Regions from separate parts of the Mus musculus genome. Here region 2 is linked to region 1. The links are chromatin contacts, called in public Hi-C maps. All regions are on one chromosome and are shown on one strand. The core of a region is the stretch at or near the end of the contact, and the rest is flanking DNA. Distances in the headings are between cores, read along the strand shown.

Region 1 (3,147 bases), core at 449-2,948:
GTAAACAACTAAATAAGGAAAACGTTTTGTAACTACTTAATAAGAAAACTGTAAACCACTTAAGAAGGAAATTCTAATTGAAGTCACTTTGTGTACAATCAGTGTCTGAGATGTGAACAAGCTTCTTGGAGACTGAAAGAAATCTCAGGTACCGATCGGCAGAAAAATAAGTTGCTTTAACATTTGCCTGAACTGATTATCTGAAGGCTTCTATCAGAGATATTTTTTCAGTCTATATAACTAGTTTGACACTTACAGGTAGATAGAAGATAATGTTTTCTTAACATGAAAGAAATAAGCCACATTACTAGAAGTGGAGAGAGTAAACAGCCACAGTGCACTGTGATCAAAATTCACGATAAAGGAAAGATCCTCTGTGCTCTGTCCAGGCCAAAGTTCTTTCCTTGCCTTCAGTTCTATATGACTCTTATTAAAGAAAAAGATGTGGGCCTGCAAACTGAACAACTGCCATATTCTAGATTATTTTAATCTACCTTAATGTCATTGGGTTTCAATTACCTTCAGAAAGAATAGTCTTTCTGTGGATTTCCCAACAATTAGTTTATACACTTTGAACTATCCTAGGTGGCAAACAAAGAAAGGCATGATATTTATCTTAATAAAATACATAAACACATATATACAAATATCACTTTACACTTTAAAGTTTGGATGAAAGTGAGAACACTAGACATATTTTTATTAACCTAGCTAATCATACTTTCTTTAACTAGTCATACTCATTTCAAGACCCTTTGTGTTGTTTCTTCGGGAAGACAATTTTCTAAGGGATACCAATGCCCTGTAAATGGACTCACTAATGACCTGTGCTTGAGATTGTCTTTCAAAAGTTATTGGTATAAATGAGAGTATCTGGAGAAAGATAGCCTCTCAGTTCAGAGCCAGTGCCAGCCTTATTTATTGTCCAGGATAAAAAAGTTGTAAGTACTTCCAAGGCCAAGATCAAGTCAGTTTACTGCTTCCATGCAGGCAGGATACACTCTGAAGCATATCCCTGTTCCTCCTCCCTCTTAGCATTGCTATTTTTGACAGATAATCTGTCCATTTTAGTCTTAATATTCAGTTGTTTTCAATTTGTGTCTTTTTATTTTTGGTTTTATTTTTTGAGACTGAATTTTATGAAGCCCAGCATTGTTTCAAATTTGGAGAACAAATGCTTCCTAGAGGTAAACACCAGAGTTTTTAGTCACTTGGTGGGGTTAGAGCCAATTCATAAGCCTCAGCTAGGGGAGGGATTTGATTCTCCCTCAAGGCTGAGGTTTTTGTCTGGTTTGAACATGCTACCACAATCACTGTGAATTCATAGGTACACCTTCTATGCTGTGTCTGGAAAGCAAAACTTGATGTTACTAGCTATGTCTGGCTTTTACAATGTCCCCACTACACTCTTACGTGAAAATCCTTGTGTTGGAAGCCAACCCACAGCTCCCATGATCTGGGTTTCACCTGGGAGGCAAGCTGGGGCTGAAAAGAGGGGAACTAGGTGGTTGAGAGAAAAATGGAGCTAAGTCAAGATTCCTGATCAAAGCTCAAATGCTTAATGGCAAGTGTGCTCATAAAGGGGGCGAGGGGAGGCCCATTCCTGCCAATTCATTCTTGGAGCCTGGAACCAGCTAGCTGCAGGTGACTGAGGTGCAGATAGGGTGTAGTCTCCGAATAGCTCAATGGCCTCCCAGCAGGTAGCAGTGTCTTGAAAGGGAACAGCTGCACTGGCTGAACAATAGAGTGATCTAAGGAGGAAGGCTCCACCCTAGGTAATCTCCAGAGTGGCAGCAAGGTCAAGTTCTAGCTCAGCCTGCTTCAGGCTGGGGGAGGTTACATCCCTGGGCCTTGGAGTATGTTTCTATGTCCCTTTTAGGACTGAGAAGACTCAACTGGGAAGGAAGAAAAAAAATCTTAACATAATTAGAAATCTCAACACTGAGTGGAAAGAGAAGTGGAGAAGGTAAAAAAAATAATAGTGGGATTAGTGATGTTTTTAATACAATGAATGAATTCCCAAAGAATTAATAAAAGCACTGAAACATAATGGTGCCTAGTTATAGCAATGAAACAATATGGGGGTGCCAATGTGGATTTTTGCCTTCGAAGCTGGCCTGTCAGAAAAGAAGAGTCACAGGCACACCAAGTATCTTAGCTTTATTTACCATATATGAAAAGTCATAGTTTTTTTTTTTTTTCCAACCAGGGCTATCTACCTTGTAAATGAAGTTTCTTTTCATTCTTGCTATTTTACTTTATAGTCCTTTTTCTTCTCCATGATCTTCTGCTGTCCTATTGCTTCTTTCCCTCCAGAGAACTGTGTCTTTCTTTAATTGCTCTTGTCTTTATCGTTCATTAAGTTACACAGAAGTAGCTTTAAGCACACAATTTTTCCCTGGGAGTTTATCAATCATTTATAACTGTGTTCTGTGGACTCATTCAATATAGGTTACTTTTCAGAACCACAGAAAATGAAAATACCTTTCTTTATACAACTCTCTATATTCCATGTTTCTGAAGCCTAGAAAAATATTTATGCATTTTAACTATAAAAATTATAATAGTGTTGAAGAATTTTAAATTATCAAGAAAATAACATATTTATAAAATAGTTGCTTCTAAGTCTGCTACCTAAGAGGAATTATAGATTTTAAAATAAGCGTGGGGAAACAGTGTCCAAAAACACCCAGAGGAAGCTCCACGCACAAGTGTTCTGACTCACCCAGGATCATAGGATTGAGGCGAGGAGGACACAACATCTGTTCCAACACCACAGGAAGTAAATGGAACCAGTAGGATTCCAGGACAGAGGAACCCCACCTGACCAGTGGCTCAAGTTCCTTCCAGTCTTCAAAGGTTTACCTTGGGAGCAAACTCCTAGCCATTCCCAAGACACCAAGAGGAATCTCCACTCCCAGGAGCTTGCCCAGGATCCCAGAATCACAGCATCCCAGGAGCTTGGTCACACCAGGATCTCAGGGTCCCAGAGGCAGCTTAACTCCCAGGAACTCTGACACACCCAGGATCTCAGGATCACAGGATCCTGGAATCACAGGAACACAGAGACAGCTGGACTATAAGGAGTTCTGACACAACCAGGATCACAGGAAGGACGAGCTCCAGTCAGATATAGCCAGGGCAGGT
Region 2 (3,147 bases), core at 318-2,817, 470 kb before region 1:
TGCCTTCAGTATATTAAAATAAACATATCCCATGGCTATCCTATTGAGAGATTTTGTTATCTAAATGTTAAATTTTATTAAATGTTGTTCTTATATTTCTGGAGATAATTATTATAGATTTATGTATATTGATTTTTTTTTTTTTTTAGAATTCCATGTACAACCTCATTTTGTTCTCAATAATACCATGTCTCTGGGTTAAATATGTTTGGGAATATTTTATTGAAGATTCTTTTATCTGAGTTCATTAGAAATATTGGCTTATGATTGTCAATTTCTTCCAGTGTCCAGTCTAATCACTTTGGGATCTGACTATTGTTAGCTTGTAAAATGAGTTTGGAAATATTTATGTCATCTGTAATTTGCTGAAAGTCAAGGAAGGCTTCTTGTCAGTTTCTAAATGGTTGACAAAATTCAGCAGAGAGACATAAGACACTGTGCTTTAATTTGATGGGAGACCTTATTGCCCATTAGCTTTCCTCACATGTTAATTGGTTGGTTAGACTTTGTTGCTATCTTGGGATGACACTATCTTCATATGTAGAGTAATGTTGGTTTCGAACTTGTAGGGTTTCTTCTTTCATGGCCAGAGTACTGTGATTACAATTCCCATATTCAGCTGCTGTTTGTAATTTATAAATTATTTTGTAATGTTAGTCTCAGAAGGTTATAAGTTTGTAAAAATTTGTTCTTTTTCCCAAATTACTCATTTTGTTGTCTTATCCTTTTTCATATCATTTACTTGTGTTATTTCAATTTTGGTGTAATATCTATTTTATTTATGATTTTATTTATATGACTTTTCCTTTTTACTTGGTCATCTAAATGTTGCTTGATTTCATCTCTCTATTTTTTTTCTGAGTGAGAACTATTTTATTGTCACATTTGTCTTAATTCATCTTAATAAATGATATTCATATTTAAAATATTATTCAAGTAAATAATATGAATTTTCTTTTCTTTTTTTTTCTCTCATTTTCTTTTTTCTTGGATATTTTCTTTATTTAGATTTCAGATTTTATCCCCTTTCCTGGTTTCCTGGAAACCCTGTATCTCATCCCCCATCCCTCCTCCACCTGCTTCTATGAGGGTGTTACAACAACTAGAATGCTAATCTTGTAAGCCATATTAAATCCAAATCTTCCTGTGGCAAATCCTGACAGATTTGCCATCTAATCCAGAAGACACTAGTAGCTACATCTTGTCCTGTCAATATCCAGTCCAAAAATCCCCCCTCTTCCTTCCTCTCTTCCTCTGTTCAACCTGGAAATTCCACCTACTTGCCAGGTGATTGGTTCCTTTATTCATTAGGGGATGGTTACACAAGGATTCGCCTGGGTACATGACTCATTCCAGACAACCCCTCCTAAAGGCAGAATTAACATCAAAATACAACAGCTTCAAGGCTATCCACATATGGTTTACAAGATTAGCATTCTAGTTGTTGTGCCCAGAGATTGAGTTAATGTGATGTTTTTCTTCACACAAAGGCTTGATTGGGTTCCAGAGACAAAGGTACAGCAGCAAAGCAAGGGTTTGCCTGATATGCAGCACAAAGGCTGTGGGGGGGTTGCAGCTTGGGGCTGGCTGGGTAGCAACCTGCCAGAGGTAATTTAGCTAGTTGGGTGGAGACATCTCCAGAGCTCTGGGCCAGAGATTCTGCCTAGTTGAGAACACCAGGCTGGAGCTATGTGGCCTGCTGGTACCCAGTTTAGAACCCAAACTTGAAGATCTATTTTAATATTTCACTCAACAAGTTGCCTTTGTCATGGTGTCTCATCACAGACATAGAACAGTGACTAAGACAGAAATTAGTACCAGGGGGCAGAGTAATACTGTTACAAATTCTAGTAAGTATTTGAAACATAGTGGTACGAGAGTGGCATAAAATCTAACTCAGACCAAGAGGTCTCAGAGGAGAAGAATGACCTAGAGACTATTCATGTGATAATTTGGCAAACAATGTGTCTGCCTTTTTACCTTGCATTAAAAATGTGCATGAGACTAAATTGAAGAGTTTTGGATTAATGACATTGACAGAGGAGATCTCAAGCCAGCTCAGTCTTGACTGTATTGTGTGGTTGTTAGTAATCACTCCTATGCTTCCCTATAATGACAGAAAGAATCAAGGCAACAAAAAGAAATGCAAAATGTGCAGTTGGAGGAGGAAAGGAGCACCAGGAAATATGATGCTAGAACCGGGAACTAAGTTTTGTACACAGGGAAATAAAAGTTTAAAGAAAAGACTTATGCTAAATGGAATAAAAGAGTGGTGACCTCAGGGCAAGACCCTCATTCAGCTAAGCTTCCAACTTATGAAAAGAAATCAAAGGAAAGCTTAAGTAGTAAAGGAAACCATGAACAGCAGAAAGCTGAGGGAGATGTAACTGAAGGAGGAGGCCCCAAGTTTCAGCTTTGGCCATGTGGTTCTGGCATTTGAGTCAAGGATGCATGAAAGGGGTTTTGGACCCACTCTTTATGGATAAGGAAAGCCATTTATCCATAGAGGGGCCAAGTATGTGAAAAAGGATGTTCCTGCATAAGAGATCATGCATAGAACGGCACAGAGAGGCCACTTCTGCATCTAGATTATGAAGCCCTTAAGATGTAGAAGATTCCAGAGTTGTAGGATATCAGCAGATAATTACAAACTCGTTGTGAAAACAGCCCAAGAGAGAGAATAGTAATGTTGTGGTCAACAAAGCTGAAAGGAGTTGGAGATCTGAAGAGTAGTTTGACATCAGACATGGAGATGTAGAATTTAGAGTTTGCACTGCTGAATTTCACTGTTTTCTTGATCCAGTATTTCCTCACAATCCTCCCTTTGATACTTCTTGGAAATGTAAATGTATATTTTCTGCCAGTGCATATTGGAAATAGATAATCTGCCTTTGGATATTGATTTTACAGAAGATTACAAGTAATCAATGAGTCTCAGAAGAGACTAATTTTTGGACATTTAATCAGTATTGAGGCTATGATAGACAATGGATGGCAGAACACAGTCCAAGAATAGTCCTGTGAGAAATCCGAATGCTTGTGAGAAAATTCCAAGAAGACAAGACAAAGATTTGTGACCTCAGATTCTTCAAAACATGAAAATGTTCTTGGAATGTGTTTTGTGCTCCTCCCAGGTATAGTGCATAG

What was found. Hi-C and Micro-C count contacts between places; a contact is called where the count stands out from the background.
Region 2: a Hi-C map of embryonic stem cells shows a contact between it and region 1, with 5 times the contacts expected there. The contact joins two enhancer-like sites. A contact is called at or near these places in 1 of 484 Hi-C or Micro-C datasets (embryonic stem cells) and 1 of 115 datasets of contacts at active chromatin or transcription factors (embryonic stem cells).

The regions. Positions count from the first base shown.
Region 1 is chr5:18,687,247-18,690,393 of GRCm38.p6, reverse strand. No RefSeq gene overlaps it. Among named protein-coding and RNA genes, the nearest start is that of Gm23822, 180 kb to the left of the region's middle. Within about 2 kb of position 1,698, at least 10 of the 459 cell types and tissues checked have an H3K27ac peak or open chromatin away from gene starts, as enhancers often do. A contact at or near this core is called in embryonic stem cells, where this site is marked.
Region 2 is chr5:19,153,006-19,156,152 of GRCm38.p6, reverse strand. No RefSeq gene overlaps it. Among named protein-coding and RNA genes, the nearest start is that of 4921504A21Rik, 72 kb to the left of the region's middle. Within about 2 kb of position 1,567, at least 3 of the 459 cell types and tissues checked have an H3K27ac peak or open chromatin away from gene starts, as enhancers often do. A contact at or near this core is called in embryonic stem cells, where this site is marked.